3 separate regions of the Zea mays genome follow, and all the other regions are linked to region 1. A link is a contact called in public Hi-C data. All regions are on one chromosome and are shown on one strand. Each heading gives the region's core, a stretch centred on a gene start, on an enhancer-like site or on the middle of the called end of the contact. The rest is flanking DNA. Distances are from core to core; before and after follow the strand shown.

Region 1 (3,483 bases), core at 328-2,827:
TCAGCAGCGCTCGGCACTCTGGCAGCACAAGCGCAGGACCCACCAGTACTGTGTGCGTGACAGCGTGAGTACTGAGTTGGGAAGCCACACCCCACACCACACGGCGTATTGGCTGTCAACCGACCCGGATCGATCGACTAGTTGCGGTTGCCGTCGGTTGCTCGGACACTCAGCCCTGTCAAGGTAGCAGTACTCCTCCCGGCCTTATCACTCCGGTGCAGTGCAGTGGAAACAAAAGGCAGAAATCCCTACCACGGCGGCGCATTGATGAATCCCCGCTGCTGTGACTCAGAGCCTGACGAGGGGGTGCTATGCTACGGCCTACTCCGGGCTAGGGTGTGGAGCGAGTGTCTGGGACTGGGAGAATCCAGCGTCGTGTACTGTCCACGCGTACGCGGGTTCTCGGCAAGGCCAAGTGGGCAACATGGCAGGGTGGCAAGACGGTACTGTATGTACCTACCGGCACTACGCTTCGACGCCTCCTTTTTTCCAAAACCTTCCAAGCCCCGCGTTCAAACTGTGCCTAGGCGACGGATCCTCGGTGCTAGTAGATCACACACACACACACACACACGGGCGAAATGTCGGCGAGTTAATGACGGTGGTTAAAGTGAAACCTGGATCCAGCACCAGCAGCAGTCTTTCAGGTTTCAAGAACACTCAGGTCCTGCGTTACTGTGGACTGTGGTAAAAGTGCCGGAAGTTCAGTTCGACGGGGGAAGAAAAGAAGGGCCGCACCTGCACACAGCACACCTACTACACTAGTACACTGCTGCAATGTACTACCTGGGCCGTGCTCCAAAAGTCGTAACCACTCGGAGACTTCCCTCTGTCCTATCTCCGATCACTGATACATCTCACACCCTCACCACACCGTGACATAATTTGCCAGTAGGGTTTACGGTGCGGTATCGATAATAACCACACTACTTGCACAACAGCTCACTTCTTCGTTATTTTTTTTTTGTCAAGTGGGGTCGATCTGGCGCTGCCTATGATTCAAGTGTGAGAATTCAGCAACAGCCAGCCAGCTCCTGTTTCCGTGTACATACGCTTTCTAAAAGCTGGACCAGGCCGGCCCAATGCTCCAGTTGCCCGTGCGCGCTGCTTCGCCCCCTACCCCAGGCCTAGCCGCACGGAAATGAATGCGGGCCCACTGCCCGGACGACTTGCAACTAGTCTCCACCCTGTTCAATTAAATCCACAGACGCTGGGAAAACAATTCTTTTTGAAAGGTAGAAATAAATAAAAGATTGTGGGCTGTTGAAGTGCAATCTAACCCCTTTCTCAGACTATCTTCTAAATAACTACTTTTCGCAGAATCAGGCGTGTCATCTCTAGACGATGAGATTACACCAGTCAGCTACAGATGACGAATCTGATTAAAAAAAATTTGGTGCTAGTATACTCTAATCGTTTTACGCTAGATATGTTGTCATTAATTAATTGATAAAAAAAAAACAATATTTGTAACTGATGCCATGCATGCAGCAGGCTGCACGGCACGGTCGTCCGGAACTCCGGATGATGATATAAGACCAGCGTCACCCCCGCGCGCGCAGCCTGCTGTGATGCGCCCAAGTCGATCAATCATCGTCCGCTCTCATCATCTCATCGCAAAGCCAAATGTATCGAACGGCCGTCGTGACTGCCGCGGCCTTGGCCTTGGCCGTGCTCAGCGCGGCGGCGATGACGGCGGCGGCGCCGCAGGTGCCCTGCTACTTCATCTTCGGGGACTCGCTCGTGGACAACGGCAACAACAACTTCATCGTGTCGATGGCGCGGGCTAACTACCCGCCCTACGGGATCGACTTCGCCGGCGGGCCCACCGGCCGCTTCAGCAACGGCCTCACCACCGTCGATGTCATCGGTAAGCTGCCGCTGCCGGCTGCCGGCCGGGTCAACAAGACCAGGGCCAAGACGAGCGAACCTGCTGCACGGATACTAGCTATAGCTACAAGTAGTTTTCACGCCATCGTAGTACGTCCAGTTCACTAGTGTGGCATTGTTTGCTTCGTGTCCGTGGCGTGCAGCTAAGCTCCTGGGCTTCGACGACTTGGTGCCCCCGTTCTCCGAAGCAAGCGGCCAGCAGCTCCTCCGCGGCGCCAACTTCGCCTCCGCCGCCGCGGGGATCCGGGAGGAGACGGGCCAGCAGCTGGTAGGTAGTGTAGACGCATGCATGCATGCATATACGAACTGAGTAGGTAACTGACTGACTGACTGAACGAAAACCGACGCACACAGGGCGCCCGGATCAGCTTCAGCGGGCAGGTGCAGAACTACCAGGCGGCGGTGCAGGAGGTGGTGAGCATCCTGGGCGACGACGAGGCCGCGGCGGCGGCGCACCTGGGGCGGTGCGTCTTCACGGTGGGCATGGGCAGCAACGACTACCTGAACAACTACTTCATGCCGGCCCTGTACAGCACGGGCAGCCGGTACACGCCGGAGCGGTACGCGGACGCGCTGGCCGAGCAGTACGCGGGCGCGCTGCGGGCGATGTACCGGTACGGCGCCCGCAAGGTGGCGCTCGTCGGCGTGGGGCAGGTCGGGTGCAGCCCCAACGAGCTGGCGCAGCGCAGCTCCGACGGCGTCGCCTGCGTGGAGCTGGAGCAGATCAACGGCGCCGTCCGGATGTTCAACCGCAGGCTCGTCGGCCTGGTGGACAGCTTCAACAGGATCCTCCCCGGCGCGCACTTCACGTACGTCAACGTCTACGGCATCTTCGAGGACATCATCAAGTCACCCGGAGCCCATGGTGGGTTAATTAGAAGAGAAGATGGCACAGCAGTCGTCTGTCGGTTAATAATTATACTGATGCATGGATTGTTCAGGGCTGAAGGTGACCAACGCGGGGTGCTGCGGCGTGGGCAGGAACAACGGGCAGGTGACGTGCCTGCCGTTCCAGACGCCGTGCGGCAACCGCCACGAGTACCTCTTCTGAAGGTTGCATGCAGCATTCACTAGGCTGTTTTGCACCGGCAACAAGCGTGGAGTGCGTCCTGAGGCTCTGCAGGTTTTCACTGTTGGGGGTTGCGGATGCGCTCTCGATGAGGCAGAGCAGTGCAGTGCAGTGCGTCGGGCCGGCTGGCCCGCTGTCTGCCGTGCGGCTTACTGGGCCGACCGGGCGAGAAGGCAGACCAGATTCCAATACTAGTCCCATCAATTAGAAATATATGCCACTCCAATTTTGAAAAGTTAAAAACTAGTAAACTAGTGCATTTCCATACCACTCCATGGCATCAAAATGAACTAGTAATCTAATTTTGCAAATATTTAATTTAGGGGGAAAATTTAAAAAAACAACTGACACTAGACCATGTCTTTCCACACGTCAAAAAAAAAACTTCTCTACAGTGCCCAAACTTCCGCCATGGTTTCTCCTCCCAATCGCTGTTTTCTTCACCGTTCCCGCGCGTCAGGCTTCTAGGTCCTGCAGAGCTGTGAGCGCACACCATTATAACATGGCTCTGGAGAAATAGATCT
Region 2 (3,447 bases), core at 690-3,189, 270 kb after region 1:
AACAACTGGAGCAAAAGACCCAACATGAGCATCACTTGATGTTTCGAACGTAATTAGTCTTGCTGCGGTTCTCCATTTTCTAGTACTTGCGATGATTAATGTCGCATAAAACCAGTACTGTCAAGTGTCAATCAAAAATGAAGAGGAAGGAGAATCAGTGTGCTTACAGTTCTTCCTCTGGCTCATTCTTCAGAGCATTCTTCACGATACACTGGAAGGCGTCTTCCACGTTCGTTCCGTCCTTAGCAGACGTCTCAAAGTACGGGATGTTCCCTTTGGAAGCACACCATGCCTTTGCCTTTTTCTCAGATACCTAAAATGAAAGTGGTTCACATTTCTAACCAGCACAATCTAGTTCAAGCGGAGAATTTATTCTGAGAGCAAATCGTGCAGTGGTGTTTACCACGCGGCTGTTGCCACCATCTACATCAACTTTGTTACCCAACAGAACAAAAGGGAAATTATCAGGATCTGATGGGCTAGCCTGCAGAGGGAAACATCCAAAGTTAGATAAAAAGACAGGATTGCTGTGAGACTGAACTAATAAACCATTGGAGATATTTCACCTGAATTAGAAACTCTTCTCGCCAGTTATTCAGGTTGTCAAATGATTTCATAGAATTAACATCATAGACTAGGACACAACAATCTGCTCCCCGGTAGAATGCAACGCCGAGACTCTGAAACCTTTCCTGGCCAGCAGTGTCCCATATCTACAAAGATATGTTGTTAAATACCCTAAACCAGCGGACAATACCTTTGACATTTCTCTTCACATCATATTATTCTGAATCTACATTTATTATGTACGCAATAGAGACGACCAAGATGAAGAAGCATAAAAAAATAACAGATATCTAGAAGGTTTGAAATTATCTGAACAGTCATCTGTTAATTAAGCAAAGATCAAGATTTCGGTCAAGTACAAAAAAGGGTTAATGACACACTTGTCCCAAATGCCCTATGCTAATCTAAACAACATCATGACAATCAGCAGCGCGATGCCAACATCTGATTCACTATTAATGAAAATAATGTACATGCCCACAAGTTGTGAAGAGTACACTTTTTACAATTTAGGAGGAGCGTTTTATAGCAGAAATACTTCGCTGCATTGTTTTGCTAATGCAGTAAATTAATGAAGCAATAAAATTGATGAACTGACATTTTGTCAACAAGAGCTAGTGCCGGAGCTCGATATTTCAAGTGCAAGCGAACTGCCTAAATAAAACAGCATATTGGGTAGACTGTGTCGGCCGCAACAAACATGATGCTATGGCCTAACAAGCAAGCATTCGAGTGTTTAACGGCAAACATCCTCTCTTATACTTTTTAAGCATCATGGCTGATAAATTCGCAAACTAATTAATAAAGTACTAAGTTGACGTAAAGAAACCGAACTACTCGCGGAGCACGGCACAGCATATGGATAGGGGAACCAATCTTACTTGCAGAGTGAAGAGCCTGTCCTCGAACTGCACCTCCTTGGTGAGGAAATCCGCGCCGATCGTAGCCTTGTACTGATTGCTGAACTTCTTGTTCACATATCTGAATTACATCACAGCTCAAAGAAAACAAGCCAACCAACCAGAAGAAATAAAAAAATCGACGAAACGAAATCAAGTCAGCTTGTCAAGAATCGATCCGAATCGCAGGATACTGGTTCATCAAGGAAGTCTTCCCAACCCTAGATCACAGGAAACAGAGATCAGCGAGAGACAAAAAGGCAAAGCGTTCGCAAGGGGGGAGCGGGAGTGGGGCCAGGGAGGAGGGGATCTGAAGCGCGCACCCACTATCGCCGAGGATGATGACCTTGAGCAGGGTGCGGCGGCGCGAGGCCATCGGGATCTAGGGCCCACACGGGGCGGCGATCTCGCGCGCGGGGACTGGAAGAGGAAGGCGGAGAGCCGGGGAGAGGGAGACCTGGCCAAGAGACTTGTTGGGGTTGGGGAGCCGTCGCGATGCGTTGCGTTTTGGGGTGGCCTGGTAGTGGTGGGCGCCTGTGATGAGGTGGCGGCCACACCGCGGCCCACAGATGAGCAACTCGCATCCGTTGTAGGTAAGGGCTGCATATCGAGACAGGCTCGGATCGGCAGAATTCGAGCTGGTTTCCCAGAGCTGTTTGACACAGCTGCTGCTTATTAAAGAAACAACTTATCTGATAAGCTAGTAAAAAACAGCTTCTGCTTGTTGTCTGTTTTTAGTTTATTTTAAAAAGCAGCTGAATTAATAAGCTGCTGCAAAAGCTGTCTGTTTGTCAGAACTTCTGCTTAAATTTGTGAAGAAGCTGAAAATAAGCTATGCCAAACAGGGCCTTAAACTAAAGAGTTGGCTCGGTTCGATTCGGCTCGTTAATCTAACGAGTCATAGAGTCAGTTTAGCTCGTTAAGCTAACGAATTATAGAGTCAGCCTAGTTCGGCATGTTTACGAGCTCGAGCTAACTGGTTTAGCTCACGAGCCACAATAGAAAAAACATTATGTGAAAGTCGCCTAGAGGGGGGGTGAATAGGGCGAAACTGAAATTTACAAATATAAACACAACTACAAGCCGGGTTAGCGTTAGTATTAAAGAAACGAGTCCGCAAGAGAGGGCTCAAAACAAATCCCAAGCAAATAAGCAAGTGAGACACGGAGATTTGTTTTACCGAGGTTCGGTTCTTGCAAACCTACTCCCCGTTGAGGAGGCCACAAAGGCCGGATCTCTTTCAACCCTTCCCTCTCTCAAACGATCCGCGGATCGAGTGAGCTTTCTTTTCTCAATCACTTGGAACACAAAGTTCCCGCAAGGACCACCACAAGCTTGGTGTCTCTTGCCTCAATTACAAGTGAGTTTGATTGCAAAGAAAGGATCAAGAAAGAAGAAAGCAATCCAAGCGCAAGAGCTCGAAAGAACACAAGCAAATCACTCTCTCTAATTACTATGGCGTTGTGTGGAGTTTGGAGAGGATTTGATCTCTTTGGTGTGTCTAGAATTGAATGCTAGAGCTCTTGTAGTAGTTGGGAAGTGGAAAACTTGGATGCAATGAATGATGGGGTGGTTGGGGTATTTATAGCCCCAACCACCAAATGTGGCCGTTGGGAGGCTGTCTGTTCGATGGCACACCGGACAGTCCGGTGTACACCGGACAGTCCGGTGCCCCCTGCCACGTCATCACTGCCGTTGGATTCTGATCGTTGGAGCTTCTGACTTGTGGGCCCGCCTGGGTGTCCGGTGCACACCGGACAGCTATTGTTCCTTGTCCGGTGTGCCGGAATGGGCGCGCCTGCCATCTGCGCGCGCAGAGCGCGCATTAAATGCGCAGCAGGTATCCGTTGGCGCGGAGATAGCCGTTGCTCCGGAGTCGCACCGGACAGTCCGGTGCACATCGGACAGTCCGGTGAATTTTAGCGGACTAGCCGTTGGAGTCTCCCGAAGCTGGCGAGTTCCTGAGGCCGACCTCCCTTGG
Region 3 (3,328 bases), core at 30-2,529, 290 kb after region 1:
TTCTTCTTTTAGTGCTAGTTTGGGAACCTCAATTTCTCAAGGGATTTCTATTTTCCTATGGGAAAATGAACTAATTTTCCTTGGGAAAATAGAAATCCCTTGAGAAATTGGGGTTCCTAAACTAGCCCTTATATGGCATGTCATTCTTGTTGTTATTATTATTATTATTATCACGTGAGTCATTTTATTGTCCTTGATCTTGTTATTCTCGAACTTGGAACATTAGCGAGCAAGAAGACTAAGTTCACCATAATTAAAGCCATTCATCTCGAAAATATACTTTCTCTTGCTACTTGTGAAGAATTATGTCTTCCTTAAATCAAACTTGGTGCCCTCATTGTTGAGATTTTGAGCATATTTGTGGTCTTGCTAACCGCTGAGACAGACATATTAGTTTTAAATCGTGCTTAAGAGTCTTAGACAATTAGATTAGTGTGGCAATCAACTGAAGGGTGAAGATCACCAGGAAGATGAAATGGCGGATCGAAAAACAGTGCGAGAGGGAAAGCGGTATTGGTCTTATGACTGTGTTTGTTATTTTGTTTGACTCCTGTTTGGAGTGGCCAGAAGCTGTTGGTCTGTCGAGAGTTCATCTCAGATACATGTAAGAGGGTGTTTAAAACTACTCCTCTCCACGTGTTTGAAACTACTCTACTTCACGTGTTGTTTGCCAAACAGTCTCAACTTCAGCAACTCTGCTCTCCAAAAAATGTGGAATTGGGGTCAACTCCACCGCTTTGGTGGAGCAGCCAAATAGCTACTCCACAAAATATATTTTTAGATGTAAACGTGGAATTCAGGGTTAATTATCCACCAATGTTATTTGTTATGGAGAAATAACGAAACCGTTTTCTGTATTCTTTTTTTCTGTCGCCTATATCGTTGCCTGCATAGGCCTTCTTCCCCGACGCTCTCCTGGCCGCCGCAATCTCCTACTCCTCTTGGCCTCTCCCACGGTTGGTGCAGGCGCTCCTCTTCGTGCTGGGTCCACGCGTCTTGTTTGTGTGCGCCTTCTTCTCGCAGCACGGTGACTGTGTGATCCTTCCTATGCAGCGAACATTTGATATGAGTGGAGGTCAAATTTGAAGGGTACAAGTATCTGATATTTTTAAAGTTGAGTTATTATGTAAGCTAAACAGTTTAAAAACTCTACAAATTTCATGGGAGAGCTACTTTACGGTGAAGTTGGTAGGACAAGTCTAAAAATAGTAGAGCAGAGAAGTCCTAAACACATTACCATTTGTAGTTGGAGAGTCTCTTTGTTTTGGGTTGCAGCCACATGAAGAGTCGGAACTGTAGTCTTTAGCTGTCTCTAGGACGAAACGCTGGTAGCTTATATTATTTTTTTGTTGGTTACGAACTCTTTATTTTCGTTGGTTTTGGTTCAATAGAAACGGCCGGGGTTGCTTCCTGTTCAGGAAAAAAAAATACAGAGAGATAGCGAGGCAACGCTGAGGATACGCTAACGACCAAACTAGATTGGGTTTATACTTGTGATCGATCAGAGGGAGTAACATTAGATCCGATCAAGAATATATACAGATAGATTCTAGCGGATAACAGAAACACATCTATAATCTATCGTAAATAGGTTTCCGACTTTTACCGTCATAATCTATCTGATATCTAGCTCGGTATCTACATGTAACCGTCCCCTCCCTATACTTATAAAAAGAAAAAAACGAAGAGGGAGAGAAGCCATCAGATCAAGAGACCGCCACCAATACACACGACACAGCGTAGGATATTTAGCCGCCGCCTGTCTCGCTGTGCCTGTGTGCCCTCCTGTCAAGCCATGCCGCTCGACATCGAGGACAGCGAGCCGTCGACGCCGACGACCCAGTCGTCGTCCTACTTCTCAGGCTGCATGGCGGCCTCCCCGGCGTGGCCGCTGCCGGCGGGCGTGCGCCGGAGCCCCGCCCGCTACCAGCTGCTCGCCCGCGGAAGCGGGGACGACGCCGGCGGCCGCGGCGCGCGGCGCGCGTGGAGGCGGCTGCTCCGGCGGCTGGTGCGGGAGAGCAAGAGCATCTGCAGCACCGTCTGCAGCAGGGCGCCGCCCGCCGCGGCCACCTTCAAGTACGACGCAGACAGCTACGCCAAGAACTTCGACGACGGCCGCTGCCACCCCTGCGACGTAGCCGCCGCCGGTTGTCCCGCGCCGTCGCGGGTCGCGCCGCTATCGAGCCGGCGCCCGGTCGACCAGTCCGCCGGAGAGAGCTAGCTTTTAGCTATATTAGATAGTAGATCTTTAATTTGCTTATCTTTTTTTTTTGTTAGTTGAGCTGTAGCTGTTGGTCTTGATTCTTGAGGCGGTGGTTGCGACGCCGGTGTCGAGGATGATGGCTTCATCACCGTGCCGTGCCGTGCCGTTGCGTTGCTTCTTGGTTGTACAGATGCATGATTGGGGATGCATGTCTCAAGCAGAGTTCGTTCTCGGCAACAAAACTCCTTCGATGCGTGCGTTCCATCCCACTCTCGCTCTCGATTTCGCTTGCGTCCATGACTTCTCGTGAATCGCGATGAACTGCTGATCCGATTTCTTTATTTTTTTAAAAAAAAAAATCAGCGCAATGTTGCATGCACCCATCACGCGTCAGATAAGAATCAATTTGGTTGGAGAATGTGTTTATGGGAGTGTGTGTGTGTGTGGTGGTGGTGGGCGTGGGCCGTGGGGGACGAATTGTTTAACAGGAAAGCGAGCAAAAAGCAACGCGGCGCAGATCAACCACCTGAGGAAAATCACGCGGTAACCAACACAATAGTATAAGCCACGATGATACCGATGCCATCATTAGCGAGATGATCGAAAAAGCAAAGCTTCACTGCCAATCAGCATCAGGCTCAATAACTAGAACCGTATGGAATTAATCCATGGGGGTTTGCTTTGCACCTGATGTCAGCGCACACAGATATCATATATCCCGTTGCTTTTGCTTGCACAGCGAAACAGCCGGTCCCCGCGTAGAAGAAGAGGGCGGCCTCTTGGATCTGCGGCGCCTGTTCGGTCATATCCGTCTTGACCTGCCGTTTCCGGCACGGCATTGCTTGTGGCTAGAGCAAGGGGCCATTGGTTCGTTGTCGTTGGTTCGTCATGAATTCTCATGCCATCTGAAACCGAACTACATCTACATGCGGCCGGCAGTACTGACGACGCTAGCTCACCAACAGGATTGCATTATTAGCATATAATGTGGAACTGTATTTAGGCTACGACCTCCAGTCTTAAATCCGTAGCAAAAGTAGTATCGCTGCAGCGCCTAGTTCGGTTTAGGTGTTTTCCTGTCTTTAGGTAGTGTTCGGTTCCGGAGCTAGTTGACGTGAGTTTTTT

What was found. Hi-C and Micro-C count contacts between places; a contact is called where the count stands out from the background.
Region 2: a contact with region 1 is called in a Hi-C map of tassel, with 2.4 times the contacts expected there. The contact joins the promoter of LOC100383121 here to the promoter of LOC103630621 in region 1.
Region 3: a contact with region 1 is called in a Hi-C map of tassel, with 3 times the contacts expected there. The contact joins the promoter of LOC103630608 here to the promoter of LOC103630621 in region 1. A contact is called at or near these places in 5 of 25 Hi-C or Micro-C datasets (ear, leaf, leaf mesophyll and 1 more).

Annotation. Positions count from the first base shown.
Region 1 is chr6:170,686,550-170,690,032 of Zm-B73-REFERENCE-NAM-5.0, reverse strand. It overlaps LOC103630621 (GDSL esterase/lipase At4g18970), which reads left to right and starts at 1,577. Exons shown (of 4, transcript XM_008651668.4): 1 at 1,577-1,870; 2 at 2,034-2,158; 3 at 2,245-2,755; 4 at 2,832-3,483. The coding sequence starts at 1,627. The coding sequence ends at 2,941.
Region 2 is chr6:170,418,044-170,421,490 of Zm-B73-REFERENCE-NAM-5.0, reverse strand. It overlaps LOC100383121, which reads right to left and starts at 1,939. Exons shown (of 7, transcript NM_001175787.1): 1 at 1,790-1,939; 2 at 1,661-1,687; 3 at 1,449-1,548; 4 at 567-713; 5 at 404-484; 6 at 168-313. The coding sequence starts at 1,842.
Region 3 is chr6:170,395,210-170,398,537 of Zm-B73-REFERENCE-NAM-5.0, reverse strand. LOC103630608 reads left to right here and starts at 1,279. Exons shown (of 1, transcript XM_008651655.4): 1 at 1,279-2,472. The coding sequence starts at 1,796. The coding sequence ends at 2,221.